Regions from separate parts of the Sus scrofa genome. Here region 1 is linked to region 2. A link is a contact called in public Hi-C data. All regions are on one chromosome and are shown on one strand. Each heading gives the region's core, a stretch centred on a gene start, on an enhancer-like site or on the middle of the called end of the contact. The rest is flanking DNA. Distances are from core to core; before and after follow the strand shown. Region 1 overlaps LOC102164818 (a long non-coding RNA gene). Region 2 holds the start of LOC110257261.

Region 1 (7,028 bases), core at 1,986-4,485, 57 kb after region 2:
GCCTAGCAGTTAAGGAGTGGCATTGTTACTGCTATGGCATGGGTTCCATCCTTGGCCCAGGTGCTTCCACATCTCATAGGCATGGCCAAAAAAAAAAAAAAAAAGACAAAGAAAAAGAAAATATGTATATAACAGATTGATAAACTGAAGAAGATAAGAAGGTAAAATAATTTGTCCGAGATCACACAGCTGGTAAGTGGTTGCTGCAAGATTCAAACTTGGCTTTTGTGAATTAGAACAGAGGTCAGCAAACTTCTGTCGAGGATCTGATAGTGAATATTTGTGCAGGCCACACAGTCTCTGTTACAATGACTCCACTCTGCTGTTTTAGCGCAAAAGCAACCACAGACAGTATGTAAATGAGAGGGTGCAGAGGCGCTCCATCGAAACTTCATTTGCAAAAACATGGGGTGGACTTGATTTGGCCAGCGGGCCATGGTTTGCCGACCCCTAAGTGAGAATTCTTGTTCATGACCTCAGGGTTACCCTGAGCTCTGAAGATTGTGAAATGATGAACAAATGTGAGTTATTATAACCATTTGCTACTGAATATCTGCTACATTCCTCCCTAGCTGGCCAGAGTCAAATGCCTTCCCACACTTTAATGGGTCACTGAGTTTTCATCCAGCCAAGGTTAAGGGTAACCAGCTTCTCTTTGGGGCCTGGATAATTATTACTGTACAAGTTTAAAGGGAATGACATACAGGTAATTTTCTTACTAAAAATGAGAACAGAAACGATACCAAGAACCAAGCAAGCCAGTATTAAACCCCCATTAGCTGCGTGGGGTCATTTGTAATGGCACATTCACTGAGGGGACAATTGTTCTGCTGGCCTGTGCTAACCAGCAATTGAAATCAATGGGAGGCTCTGGACACCAAAGCAGGTTTTTTTCTGGGCCACCTAACCCAGACCTTGTTTTTCCAGCTGACACTCTGCCTGTGTCAGCTAATTCCTGCTTTGGAAAATGCATTCCAGGACTAATAAAGACTTTAAAGTCACATTATTTTCTCACCATGTTATTAAAACCTAAGTGGCTCCACTTCTCCCTAATATGACCAGATTTCCTGGCTAGCTTAGAAAAATGGCCAATTGTCGCAGAATTTGGTTTCCCATTGGAAAGACAAGGCCCAAGGTTTATTTGTGGATTCATCGCTCCTAAATGATTTGAGCACTGTGGTGGAAGGGCAGGGAGTTTGGCTCAGTTAAAAAAAAACAGGGAGAGAGCAATTTTCAAAAGTGCATGTGTGTTTGAAAATCTGGGAGGCAGGATTCAACTTACCGCTCACTTACTGCCTACAGGAACCTGGGCAAGTCACTTCACTTCTGTTCCCATGTTTGTAAAATGGCAACGATGAGACCCGTTTCTCAGTGTTGTGAGGGTGACATTGCCCATGGAAGTGCCCAGGAGGCCCTCCTGGAATGGCAGCTCCCGTGGAAGCAGGAAGATCCTGGGTCTGTTCAAGCCAGAAATAGCTGAGAACTGGCTCTGGAAAACTGGCAGAATCCAACCCAAGCTGGGCTCCCCAGTGCTAACTGGAAATTAATCAGGAGAAATAATCACCAGCCAGGACAATTAGAAGAATGAGCTAATGGAACCTGCCCTGCTCATGCTAGGATGGCAACCAGTGCCCGCCGCCCGCCACCACCTCTGCCCCAGCACCCACCCAGCCAATTGCTGCTTCCCCACACACAGGGAGGCTGTGTGTGGGGACGAGGGCAAGTGTGCTTTATTTCAGCAGGGCTATCTTTATCTCTACCATCAGTTCTCACACATGCTGGGCTCAGCTCACCAGAGAGGGCAGCCGGGGCCATCCCTCAGAGGCCTGGGGAGGCTGGTAGGCGTCCCCAACAGGGCAGGCCACCGAGGTGCAAGGAACAGCCAGATGTTGCCCTGGGTCCCTGCTCTCCTGTAGCAGAGCTGCAGACAGGGAGCCAGACTAGAAGCTTTAGAAGCAGGGGTGGGCTCTTGAAGCTCACCTATTCTTTACACACCCCTTTTTCAGATAAGAAAACTGAGGTCCAGAGAGAGTCAGTGATTTGCCTGAGGTCAGGTAGCAAGGCTGTAGCCAGGCTAGGAGCTGAACTCCAATCTCTTCCTACTGACCTGTCTGTCTTGAAATTCCTTTAGAGATTCGGCAGACACCAGAGCTGAGTGGAGAGCCTGGGGTGATGTTTGAAGAAAAGGGAATATTGTGAGGTCAAGAAATCGGATTTCTCAGTATCTTGTAATAACCGATAATGGAAAAGAATCTGAAAAATAATATGCATATATGTACAACTGAATCACTTTGCTGTACACTTGAAACTAATACAACATTGTGGAGTTCCCGTCATGGTGAGGCAGAAACGAATTCGACTAGGAACCATGAGGTTGCCGGTTTGATCTCTGGCCTCACTCAGTGGGTTAAGGATCCGGCATTGCCGTGAGCTGTGGTGTAGGTTGCAGACGCGGCTTGCATCTGGCACTGCTGTGGCTCTGGCCTAGGCCGGTAGCAACAGCTCTGATTTCCCCTAGCCTGGGAACCTCCATATGCCACGGATGCGGCCCTAAAAAGACAAAAGAAAAAAAAAAGAAAAAAGAAACTAACACAACATTGTAAATTAACTATACTTAAATTTTTTAAAAAGACTGCATAATGAATGAGTAAATAATGAATAAACAATGACCAGATTTTTCTTTTTTTAAAAAAAACAGATTTCTAAAATTGTGAGCTAGGTAAAAAGGAAAATACTTTCCCACCATAATGATACCCATATTGGAACACGGGACTCTCAATTCTCTCACCCCAGATTGTTTTATTTTCAAATCAGGCTAACCCTTAGCAAGAAGGGTCAGCTGATGAACCAGATTGAGCACAAATACTATTTTTGCCCAGGTTGCCGTGTGGAAAATTTTCTCATCCTGGCTTGGCTGTTTCCTGGCTGTGTGACCTTGGCTAAGTCACTTCCCCTCTCTGAATTCCAATTTACCCACTTGCAAAACTAGAGCAGTGCTAGAATTGAGAATCTTTTGTAAGCTGCAAAACACTGGACAAACATAAGCTTTGACCAAGAGGGTTTTATTTCTTTGTAAAGCAGATTGCGGCAGAAAATTCCCAGCTGGTGGCAGGTGTCTCCATTCCTTTAAAAAGAGTAGAGAAAAATGCCAAACAGCCACCCTGCAGAGCCTCTAAGCTCCTTCCTGTTTTAACAGCCTCCCAGTAAACTGTCCAGGGGGTGACCAACTCTCCTCCACGGAAATCTGCAGTAAATTGCATTCCAGGCCGGCTCACCAATCATTAGCCATGCGAGCCTGTTTATCCTGCCCCAGCCTGGAATTTGGCCTCTTACAAAACCCCAGCTCACAAAAGGAGAACAGGTTGGACCTAAATTGCTTAGCAAATGAAGAAAGCCTTCCAGCAGGCCAGGGGATATTTAGTAAACACACCAAGCCAGGCAGGGCCCACCCATTAGGTCTCAGTCCCAAAGTCCCAGCTGACCTTTCTGTTGACACTGATTTGAGAGTTTGAGGTGTGATCTGACCCCTAGAAAGGACAGTTCCCCAATTCAGATGATCATGCAGCCCCAGCCAAAAGTCAGGTCTTTGCTATCAGTGATGGCAGCACCACCTTAAATTAGTTTCTGGTCACCTTCACTGGGGCAGCAATTGCATAATTCTTACAATTTTTCGAGGAAGGTGTTACTGAAGTGGAAGTTGGGCTCCTTATCCATTGAGTCACTTGTCCAAGGTCATGGAGCCAGGAGGGTGGAGAAGACAGGGCAGCTGCTGTTTGTATGTGCTGGCACATTCCCCCGCCTCGCCCCCTTCCTGGGGTAACAGACCCAGCTGTCTGTCCACCTGGGCTGGGCACGAGACCCAGCCTCGTCCAATCACAAAATCACATCCCCCTGGCAAAATAAGAAAGGAGCATGTGACCAAGCAAGGCCAAATAGACATGTTTTAAGCGCTTCCTTTCTCTGAACACATTTATGGCTCATAACAACGTGATGATAACAGATCCCCATTCATCCCCAGATGAATAAACTGAGATGCGGCAAAGTTAATGAAAACAGGTGACCTTAAATGGAAGGGCTAGGATTCAAATGGAGCAGTCTGGTGCCAAAGCCCATTTCCTCTCTCTCCCTTTTTTGCTTTTCAGGGTCACACCCGCGGCATATGGAGGTTCCCAGGCTAGGGGTCGAATTGGAGCTGCAACAGCCACAGCCACAGCAATGCTGGATCCCAGCTGCATCTGTGACCTACACCACAGCTCATGGCAACGCTGGATCCTTAACCCACTGAGTGAGGTTAGGGATCGAACCCGCATCCTCATGGATACTAGTTGGGTTTGTAATGGCTGAGCCACAGCAGGAACTCCCAAGCCCATTCTCTTAATCACTAGGATGGCCTGAGCCTGAACATATCTGATGTGAACTTGAGCTGTGTGAACTTGGGCCATGTGACTGACCTCTGGCTGGCTCCTCTTTCAGTTCCACTGCACTGCTTCTCAGAGCTTTTGTTTTTTGTGAGACCTCTCGGTCAGTCCCTCCTCTACTCTGCTTCCAGGTGTCATTCTAAACAGTCTAATCAGGTCATTCTGCCTCTCACAGCTTCTGAATTGCTGTCTCCTACAGGGTCAAGTTGAAGTACTTAGCCTACCGCTGGGACTGCTCAGCCTCCCTTCAGTGGCCTGACTACACACACACACACACACACACACACACACACACACTCCACTCTTGCAGACAGATGAAACCACCTACAATTTCTGCAAAATGTTAACTTTCTTTCTAGGACAGCACTGTCCACACATATAATGGGAGCCTCATGTGCAATTTTAAATTTTCTAATAGTCACATTAAAAAGTAAAAAGAGGGCGTTCCCTGGTGGTCTAGTGGTCAGGATTTAGTGCTGTTGTTGCTATAGCCTAGGTTCAATCTCTGGTCTGGGAACTGAGAAACCATGTCAAAGCTGCTACATGCTCTGGTGAAAATAAAATAAAATAAAATAAAATAAAACAAAACATAAAAGAGAGCTATAATTATTTTTTTAAACAGCAAAAAGAAAGAAATGCAAATAATTTTGGTAGCATATGTAATATATTCAAAATATTAACATTTCAGCATGTAGTCAATATAAAACAAATTATTAATGAGTTTCTTATTTTTGTTCTAAATTTTTGCAATCTGGTACACATTTTATATTTATGGCACATCTCATTTTGTACTAGACACATGTTTCTAGTGGCAAACTAATTGGACAGTGCAGCTTTCCTTTTTATTTTTTAAGTTTTATTGAAGTACAGTTACGTTGCAAGGCTGTGAGGATTTTTGCTGTACAAAAAAGGGACCCTGTCCCACGTATACACACATCCATTCTCTCTCAGATTCTTTTCCCCCATGGATTGCCACAGAATACTGGGTAGAGTTTACTGCGCTATACGGCAGGTCCTCGTTGGCCAATTTTTCCACATACCTCAGTGTGCATATGCCAATCCCAAAGCCCCAGTCCATCCTTCCCAGGCCCCCTACCTGACCCCTTGGGTAATCATAAGTTTTTCAAAGTCTGTGAGTCTGTTTCTGTTCTGCAAATAAGTTCATTTGTATCCCTTTTTTTTTTTTTTAAAGATGCCACATATAGGGGATATGATAACATGTTTGTCTTTCACGTGGACAGTGAAACTTTAGAGTAAAGCTTCCCAAATGTTTTCAAGCCGTAGCATATGTAGAGAATGAACATGCCGGTGTGGTAGCCTGGGGTAAACAGTTCGATCAAGGCCAGCGGCGATAGATCAGATATCCCAGTTTTCCCCACCGGGCCAAACCCCCTTAAGAACTAGACCATAGGTATATTAGGAAAAGGCATCTCGTCTGGGGATTTCAGCCCCATTTTTCCCTTGAAGCAGAATGATGCCCTTATTCTGTGTGCACAACCTGGGCAGCTGTCTTCAGGATCCTGCTAAGGCATGAGGGATCAATTTCTGGGCACCCACATCTCCAGCCATGACATACAGGCGAGGAAGCTCTGAGCTAGAATTTTCAAGCTTTTGTTGTCTTTCTTCCTTTACTTCATTGCTCCTCTTCACTGCCTTCTGCTAAGCACAGCCTGCCCTGTGGCCTCCTAAGCAGTAAGTTAGGCTGGGGGTTCTTGCTGCATCAGCATCACTTGGATCTTGTTCGAGATGCAAATTCTTGGACCCTAGTAACCCAAACCTACTGAGTCAGAAATTCTGGGCTGGGGCCCAGTGATATCTGTGTTTAACAAGCCCTCCAAGTGATGCTGATGCTCTCTAGGCACAAAAGTAATAATAATATTAACAACAATGCTTTTCACTTCTGGAATGCTTCCTCTGATGGCTCACTTGCTAGATGATGGCAGCCAATCCTGTGAGGGGGTCATAAAGAAGAGGAAACTGAGGCATAGAGATGAGTGATTTAGCCAGGCCACACAGCTAAAGTATAGCAGGAAAGAGACAGTGTTTGAACTGAGTTCTCTCAATTCCCACAATTGCTTAGTCACATGACTTTCTTCTACATCTTCAGTATTCCGGAGAGCTTGAAGATCCTGGTTTTAAAATATGCTGTCCTAATCTCTCTTTCTGTCCCTTGTACCACTCAATCTGTGCCTCCCAAACGTGCCAGTCCTATATGAGGCACTGGGGCTACAGAGATAAATAAGATTCTGTCCCTTCTCTCTCTTTCTCTCTCTTTTTTTTGTCCCTTTTCTAGAGCTACTCCCTTGGCATATGGAGGTTCCCAGGCTAGGGGTCTAATCGGAGCTATAGCCACCAGCCTACGCCAGAGCTGAGTTGCGTCTGCAACCTACACCACAGCTCATGGCAACGCCAGATCCTTAACCCACTGAGCAAGGCCAGGGACCGAACCCACAACCTCATGGTTCCTAGTCGGATTCATTTCCACTGCACCACGACGGGAACTCCCCTCGGTCCCCTCTCTTAAGGACTGCCTAGAGTTATCAACTTGGACCTCAGGAGGGACTGATGTACCAGGCGTGGTCTGGAGTAAGGGGTGACCTGAGAGCAAAA
Region 2 (7,798 bases), core at 4,798-7,297:
TTGGGACTATTGTGAAATCTGTTTTAGCCTCTGCAGAAAGACCTCTAAAATAACCCTCTAGATGTAGCACATGTTTATGTGTACACACACATGTATACGTGTATACAGATATATTTGTTAATCCTCGCTTTTTAACCTAGAGTTTGTACTCTTATTAGCTGTGTGTTCTTGGGCAAGTTATTATATCTTCCTGATACTCAATTTTTCTTATCTCTAAAATGGGGATAATAATAGAGCTTACCTTGTGGGGTTCACTGTGAAGACTGACTCAATGTTAGCTCATCACCTATATAAATTTCTTAAACACATCTAAATGATTATACTCCCAAAGTATACAAATTTAGTGGAGCATCTGATGTTTATGAAAGGGAATTATGAAATTCCTTTTATCTAATATCTACCAACTAGACTATTTGCTCATTAATTCAAAGACATCAAACAATGTGACTCTTGCAGAATAAGGATACACTGGTGGCAGGAAAGACAAGTGATCTTTGCCTGGATCTATTTTTAGGAATGGTTTAATTATCTACACCCCTAGTGTTAACACTGGAAAATAAACAAATGGGTGAAAGGCATCATAAAAGAGTCACTCTGAGATCAACAGTTTCACAGTATTCAAAAATAAATGGGGATGAAGAAAACATTTAGATCATTTCTCTGGCAGTCCTTACTGACACAAGGCAGGCCAGAATTTGCAAAAAGGTTTAGCAGGAATTGCCAAATTAATGAATTCAGACTATTCAGACTGCATGGTTCAGAGAGGCTTCAGGGTTAAAATATAACCAGTGAGAAAACTATAATTCAATAGCTGGTTTTCAGTAAATCACTACTTTACAGTGGAGAAAAAAAATTTGGGAGGTTATGTGGTTATGCACATAGGCAGAAAATGTCCATTAATTTCCGCAATGATGAAATATATTTATATCTATACGTTACTTATTCTCACTTACGTAGGGAAAAACCAACCCTGATTCTCTTGTCAGGCTAGAAGGATATTACAGTTAATAATTATGACATCACTAGTTACCTGGTATTCATAATCATGCCAATTTTTACGATTACCTATGGGAAGATAACAATAAGAAATCCCCCCCCCAAAAAGAAAAAGCCCAGCTGAATATTTTGTTCCAAATTACACCCTTCTCCTGTCGAAATACTGTCTGGTAATTAACGCATTTTCTAAGAAGAGCTCTGATATGAATACAGACAATTCAAACTCTCTCAGTTACAGAGATATTACACCATGCATTTCCCTATTCATCTTAATCTTTTAATGGAACATAATCTTACCGGAAAAGGAAAAATGTTGTCAGCCCTGTTCAAGTTATCGTCCATCCAGGATTTAGGAGCAAAGGCAGAGCTGGGGCGAGCATACTTCTGAAGCTGGATATGATTGCTTGCAAAATTCTTCTTCAAAGGCGAAATGGAGTTCAGGGGCGTTATTCCTCCATTCAGCCCTCTGCGGTGATCTCGGCCTTGGGAACCTCCCCAACCACCATATCCACCACCTCCTGGGCTCCAGGAAGAAGATGGTGTAGGAGAGGGACTCTGGTAGCTGCTCCACGGAGAGGGGGGCTTGTTAAGATTATTTGCCAAATGAGGCAGCTGGTTAAAAGCAGCATTTCTGTGTGTGAAAGGTGGGGGATGGGGACTGGCAGGAGACCTCCTTTGCTGCTGATGCTGGCTGTGATGATGCTGGAAATGAGCATGATGAGGATGGTGCTGTGAGAGAGGCCCAATCTGCGGAGAGAAGCTGCCTCCGAAGCCAGGGCTGACATGATGGGGAAAATTTTGAAACAACAGAGCACCGTTATTAGCCGAAGCAGCTGGGACCCCTCCCTGATGAAAGAAACTTGCGTCTTCATTGATGATTGTAGAGGAAGAAGGCGCTATCGCTGCTGACCAGTTACTGAAACCAGTAAGAGACGATGCACTGGATGTCAAAGGTTGGGTGGAAGTACCTAGCCCTGTGGCTTCTTGATAATCAAACCCTGACAACACAGGTGATTCGATTCTTATTTTCTCCTTTCCGTTGCCATTTTCTGAAGAATTGTCCCCTTGATTTTCTTCAGATTTTGCCTTTTCGGTTTCAGGCAGTATTACAGCTTCTTGACCTGGACTGGGGGAGAGCTGCTGCTTTTCTAAAGGGTCTTGCTGCTCCTGTTGCTGACTTTTTGCTTTCTCTGACCCCAAGATCTCATCCTGAATGTTATGGGTAGCCGGAGCAGGAAAGAGCCAAGCTGACCCGGCGCTGCTGCCACTGGCAGCTGTGTTATTATTTATAAAAGCAGCAGGGCTGGGGGTGGCATTTTGGTGATGGTGTGGAGGCTGCAGATGTGGATGGAATCTGACTGGAAAAGCAGATTTATTCCCAGTATTGCTTTGCACTAGCACTCCAAACCCGTAATCCCCCATTTATTATTTTTAGGCTCAGAATCTTATAATAAAAAAGACAATCTGATGTCTCACGTCTTTGTATGTGTATCCTCTATGCCAAATTTAAGTTGCTTGTTTGAAATGCCTTATTTTTAGCTAGCTCAAAGATCGCAGCTTATCACCCTAAATAGTTCAGATTTGGAATTCTGGTTTCTGAAACAAACAACAAACCCTAAAGAAAAATCTTAAAACATTGACATGAATCCAGCTGGGCTTATTTCTAGGAGGGAATAAAAATGAAGAGGGTAAAAAATCAAGTCTTTGGTTAGTAAAATAGGCGCTTTCTTTTTCCAAAGGAAAACGTACATGAATGACAAAAACACAGCTTCTCAAGCATCTATGAATGTAGAAGAATAAGCATTGCGCAGAGTAAAAATATATATATATATAATTTAACAATCACATATGGGCTTCTTCAGCAGTTTAGATTCACTCACATTAAAAATTAGAATAGGGCTAAAGGGAGAATACGTTCTTTTTCTTGGCAGCTTAGTTAAAAAAATCAGGAATAATTTAAGAACATTATATATTATATTTTATATATATAGATTATATTAGGTTATCTAGGGTGGGAGGCGAAATCAGCATTGACTAATGGAAAAATGATTGCAGGGAGGTTTCTGCTGTTCCTGGTCCTGTTTCTGCTCTTTCACGGGGTGCAGTTTTGGCCTCTGGGGCTGTTCCTGAAGCTCTGGGTGCAGGTCTTGCTGCGGGCGCTGTTCCTGGGCTCCCCCTGGCCTCCTCTCCCCCATGAAATGGGCTGGAAACACCCGTTTCTCCCACTCGAGGGTGTCGCGATCAGGAGGGATTAGCGAGACTCGACGAGGACGAGCTGGCGGCCCGGGGGTGCGGCGACCAAGGGGGCGACCTGGAAGGTCCTGCGGTTTCGGCCTCTTCCCCTCTCTGCGGCTCCGGGTTTTTTTTCCCTCATGGGACCCAGGGGCGGTTTGTTCAGTTCTCTCAGTTCGATTCTCCGCAGCGAGGGGGGTGGGGGGGGACAGGGAAAAAAAGGAAAAACCCACCAGCGCAGTTATTCCAAAAGAGAAGGACCTCCCCCCCCTTTGCTCTCTCTTTCCCCCCCCCAGATTTTTTCAAAAACTATAATTTAGAAGGCTTTTGTTTCTCCTCACGGTTGTGTGGGCCGTCGTCGTCGCCGCCGCGGTCGCTTTACCCCGGTCCCGAAGTCCCCGCTGTCGTTGTTGTGGACTCCGCCTGGCTCCTCTTCCTCTCTCCTTCTTCCTCCTCTTCCTCCTCTGCTGCCGCCGCTACTGCCGCCGCCGCCGCCACCGCCTCCCGGTGCCCGGGTCCCGCAGCCGCGGCTGAGTCCTTCTCCTCAGGACCGAGCCGAGCGAAATGACAACCAGCTGGAAAGACCGAGAGACACTTCCGGTTCGAAAAGGGAGGGGTGGGTTAGGGCATACGCCCCCGCCCACCTGACGAAAGGCCAATCAGCTGTTGGAATTCAGATAAGGCCACGCCCCCCGACTCACGTCCCCTCCCAGGAAGGTCGAAAAGTTACCTAGAGAGACGCCCCTTCCGTCTGCGCCTCGCCTAGTGAGGCTGGGCTCCTGGAACCGGGTCCCCCACCCAGAGTGAGCGCAGCAGGTCGCCATCTTTAGTATGGGCAGAGGACTCCTGCGCGGTTTATCTCGTCTAGCCATGCTCTGCTGGAAAGGCATATAAGGACGCGCGGAAGAGAACGGATTCCTCCAGCACCACGAGAAAGAGTTCAGACGTGGGAGATCCGAGTGGCGACCCATAAAACTGCGGACGAACGTGAGGACTGCCCAGAATAAATGTGGTTCCCCAGGCATCACGTACCTTGGTCGGAGCTCCGCCCCAGAGGGATCTGGAAGGGGAGGCGATTCTTCCCAGCGGCTGTGAGGTTCCTAGAACTGCGTACGTCCTTGTCCTGAATATAGACTCTTCCTTCACCTTCCATTCCCCTATCCCCACTCCTCTTGCTTGGTTTAGGCTCCCGTCTGGTGCAGTCTCAGGCACAAAGATACAGCCGCTGTCGGCGTCCTTGGCTGAGCCCTCATCCCCATCTGGCTCTAGTTCACCCTACCGGTTTACCAGAGGGAGATGTACAAAACGAAAATCTTTATTATGGACCTCACCTGCTCAGATCTCTCTTCAGCTGCCCACTACCTCCTTGGAAAAAACCAAACTTTTTAGCCTAGTAGTCAAAGATTTTCCACTCTGTGAGCAGTATATCTTAACACCTCATCTCCAAACGCCCCACACCAAGCTGCTCTAACTCTTCTCAGTGCCTTTTAAACCTTCCATTTCCTTTCTTCTCCACCTGGTAAGCTCCTATTTAGTTTTAGGAATCGGCTCAAAAGCTACCAACTCTGTCTTCTAAATTCCCTCTTATCAACATCCATGGCCCTGTGTATGTCTCATGCTTGTTTATCCCCTATTTTAATGGTTGCTTATGTCTCTTGGGCCTGTGGTCAACTGTGGCCTCTTTGAGGAGGGCACCTTGTAGACAGGAGTCATGAATGAATGAATGCTGAAGAAACTAGCGGAAAAACTAACCACAATGAAATCTTTCCTGAATTGCAGTCCCCTTTCCAAGTCTGAATTATTTCATTGTTTAGGCCATTTGTTTTGGACCTCACATCTCTCAAACTTTCATCATTTAGGTTATTTGCTGCACAAGGATTCCATGTCTTGTTCATATTTGTGCATTCCCATGGCTATGACCACCCTCAGGACCTAGGGTAATAATGCATTGCTCTCAGTGCAGGTTCTAAATATGCTGAATGAGTGTTTTCCTTTAGTAGGAAATGAGGAGTAAAAAATGAAAAGAAGAAATCAGACTAGAGCTACAAATAACTATGGCAAGAGTGGGGGGTGGAGGGAGAGATCAAGACTTTTAAGCAGGATCACATGAACAAAGGTGATTTCCATTTCATTTCCATAGCCTTTCCTCAATGGCTCCAACTTCTGCTGCCTCAGTTTCTCAATCCTCCCATACTTTCATGTAGAACAACTGTTTGAAACCTTAATCAGTGATTTTATTGTCTGTCTTTGTATAATGAACATGAGTCTTGTCTCTGTAATTTTGAGTTCCTTGAATGTTAGGAATTGAGTCCTATCCTGCTGTTTATTCCCCACAGCTGGACTTACCTTGAGACTTGGCTGACTCAGTTAAGTGTCATTTCCTCCAGCATGGTTTCCCTGATTGCTCCTTTTTCTACCATCTTGTAGAGAACCAGTGGTTGCCAGTGAATTACCTTTTTGCAGGCAGAGGTTGTGTCTATTTATCTGTATGTCCCCAGTGGGTGGCCACGAGAGGGTTTAGCATGGAGCAGACTCAGGACATGTTCATTGAATAAATGAATGTCCAGTGCCCAGTAGACGGTTGACAGTCTTTTGGGGCTACCAGTTCTCAGTGGCTAAAATGGCTACTATTCTTGAAGGAAAGAGGGCTAGCTTTAGAATCATATAGGTAATTTGACTCCTAGCTTTGCAACTTCCTAGTGCAATCACCCCTACAAGCAAGATAAAATGCAAAGGATATTCTTCCCTAGCTAGGCGATAGTAAATTACATGAGACATGCAAAGTGCTGGACTCATAGGAGCTTTTCAAAAATGTCAGTTCCCAGGGGCGGAGCAAGATGGCTGAGGAGTAAGAGGTCAGGCTCACCCTCTCCCACAAACACATCAAAAGACCACATCTACATGTAAAAGGACTCACACAGAACATCAACTGAATGCTGGCAGAAGAACTTAAACCTCCAGAAAGGGTAAGAAACTCTTGACATAACTAGGTAGAGCAAAACAAAAATGTCAGTTCCTTATTAACATATTAAGTGCAGAGAACTACTTCACAAGTGTCCTTTGCCTGGAAGTTGCGTGCATGAGTGAATCCAGGAATCTGTATTGGTTCGTAGAGGGAGGAGGCTCACCAGTGCCACAGTCGGGGAGCTGCTAGGCCAGCCTGATCTTTTAAGGCTAAATCAAGTCTGGGCAGGAGGTTTGGCCTGGGCTGAGGCTAAGATGATCTCTGTAGACACCAGGCTCCTGGTTAAGGACTAGGATCATGGGAGAAGGAAGGAGGAAGCAGTTCTCTTGTGTCAGTTGTCCACTCAGAAACCCAGGATACTCAGCTCAGGGCTGCCCTCCGTGAAAACATTCTGCCCTCAGGAGTTCCCCTCCATGGCTCAGAGGAAAATAATCTGACTAGTATCCATGAGGATGCAGGGTCGATCCCTGGCCTTGCTCAGTGGGTTAAGGATCTGGCATTGCTGTGGGCTGTGGTGCAGGTCACAGACGTGGCTCAGACCTGGCGTTGCTGTGGCTGTGCCGAAGGCCTGCAGCTGCAGCTCCGATTGGACCCCTATCCTAGGAACCTCTGTATGATGGGGTGCCCCTCTAAAAAGACAAATAAATAAATAAACAATTAAAAAAACCATTTTGGCCTCTGAAACTGTCCCAGGTAACCATGACAACAGTTCAGTAGCTCTATTTAGGATTTCCAAAGAGATGAACAATTGCAGATGAGTGCTGGCTTGAACACTCTGCTGGCAGAAGAGAGCCCCTCCCATGAAACATACTCACTGGGAAGCTTTAAGTGTGCAGAGAAAGCAAGTTCGCCCAGAATGTATAGTGTTACCAGATTTTTTTTTTTCTTTTTTCTTTCTTTCTTTCTTTTTTCTTTTTTTTTTTTTTTTTTTTTTTTTTTGTCTTTTTGCCATTTCTTGGGCCGCTCCCGCGGCATATGGAGGTTCCCAGGCTAGGGGTCGAATCGGAGCCAAGCTGCCAGCCTACGCCAGAGCCACAGCAATGTGGGATCCCAGCCATGTCTGCGACCCACACCACAGCCGACAGCAACGCCGGATCCTTAACCCACTGAGCAAGGGCAGGGATTGAACCCGCAACCTCATGGTTCCTAGTCGGATTCGTTAACCACTGCTCCACAGGAACTCCTCCTTTATTTTTTTATTTATTTATTTTTTTCTGTTTGCTTTTTAGGACCTCACCTGTGGCATATTGAAGTTCCAAGGCTAGGGGTAGAAGTGGAGCTGCAGCTGCTGGCCTACGGCACAGCCACAACAACACAAGATCCGAATACAAACCATGTCTTCGACCCACACCACAGCTCTTGGCAATGCTGGATCCTTAACCCACTGAGCGAGGCCAGGGATGGAACCCAAATCCTTATGGATCCTAGTTGGGTTCGTTACTGCTGAGCCACGATGGGAACTACCCAGATTTTTTTTTTTTAAATTAAAAAAATTAAAAAAAAAAAAACCCTCCTTCTCTATACACTGAGGGTTGACACACCTTCAGAGAAATTGTAGGTTAGTGAATGTATCCTGCTGGCTACTGTCCTTCCCTCTCTGGGCTT

Evidence for each region. Hi-C and Micro-C count contacts between places; a contact is called where the count stands out from the background.
Region 1: a Hi-C map of liver shows a contact between it and region 2, with 2.2 times the contacts expected there. The contact joins the enhancer-like site here to the promoter of LOC110257261 in region 2. A contact is called at or near these places in 1 of 5 promoter capture datasets (liver), 7 of 47 Hi-C or Micro-C datasets (fetal liver, fibroblasts, liver and 1 more) and 2 of 2 datasets of contacts at active chromatin or transcription factors (alveolar macrophages and skeletal muscle).

Annotation. Positions count from the first base shown.
Region 1 is chr16:50,555,361-50,562,388 of Sscrofa11.1, forward strand. All of the region lies in intron 5 of LOC102164818 (a long non-coding RNA gene), which reads right to left. Among named protein-coding and RNA genes, the nearest start is that of CPEB4, 60 kb to the left of the region's middle. Within about 2 kb of position 3,236, at least 22 of the 83 cell types and tissues checked have an H3K27ac peak or open chromatin away from gene starts, as enhancers often do. A contact at or near this core is called in fetal liver, liver and skeletal muscle, where this site is marked.
Region 2 is chr16:50,495,284-50,503,081 of Sscrofa11.1, forward strand. LOC110257261 reads right to left here and starts at 6,048. Exons shown (of 2, transcript XM_021076837.1): 1 at 3,959-6,048; 2 at 2,811-3,803. The coding sequence starts at 4,253. The coding sequence ends at 3,607. CPEB4 (cytoplasmic polyadenylation element-binding protein 4) reads right to left here and starts at 3,803. Exons shown (of 8, transcript XM_005657625.3): 1 at 1,294-3,803. The coding sequence starts at 2,418.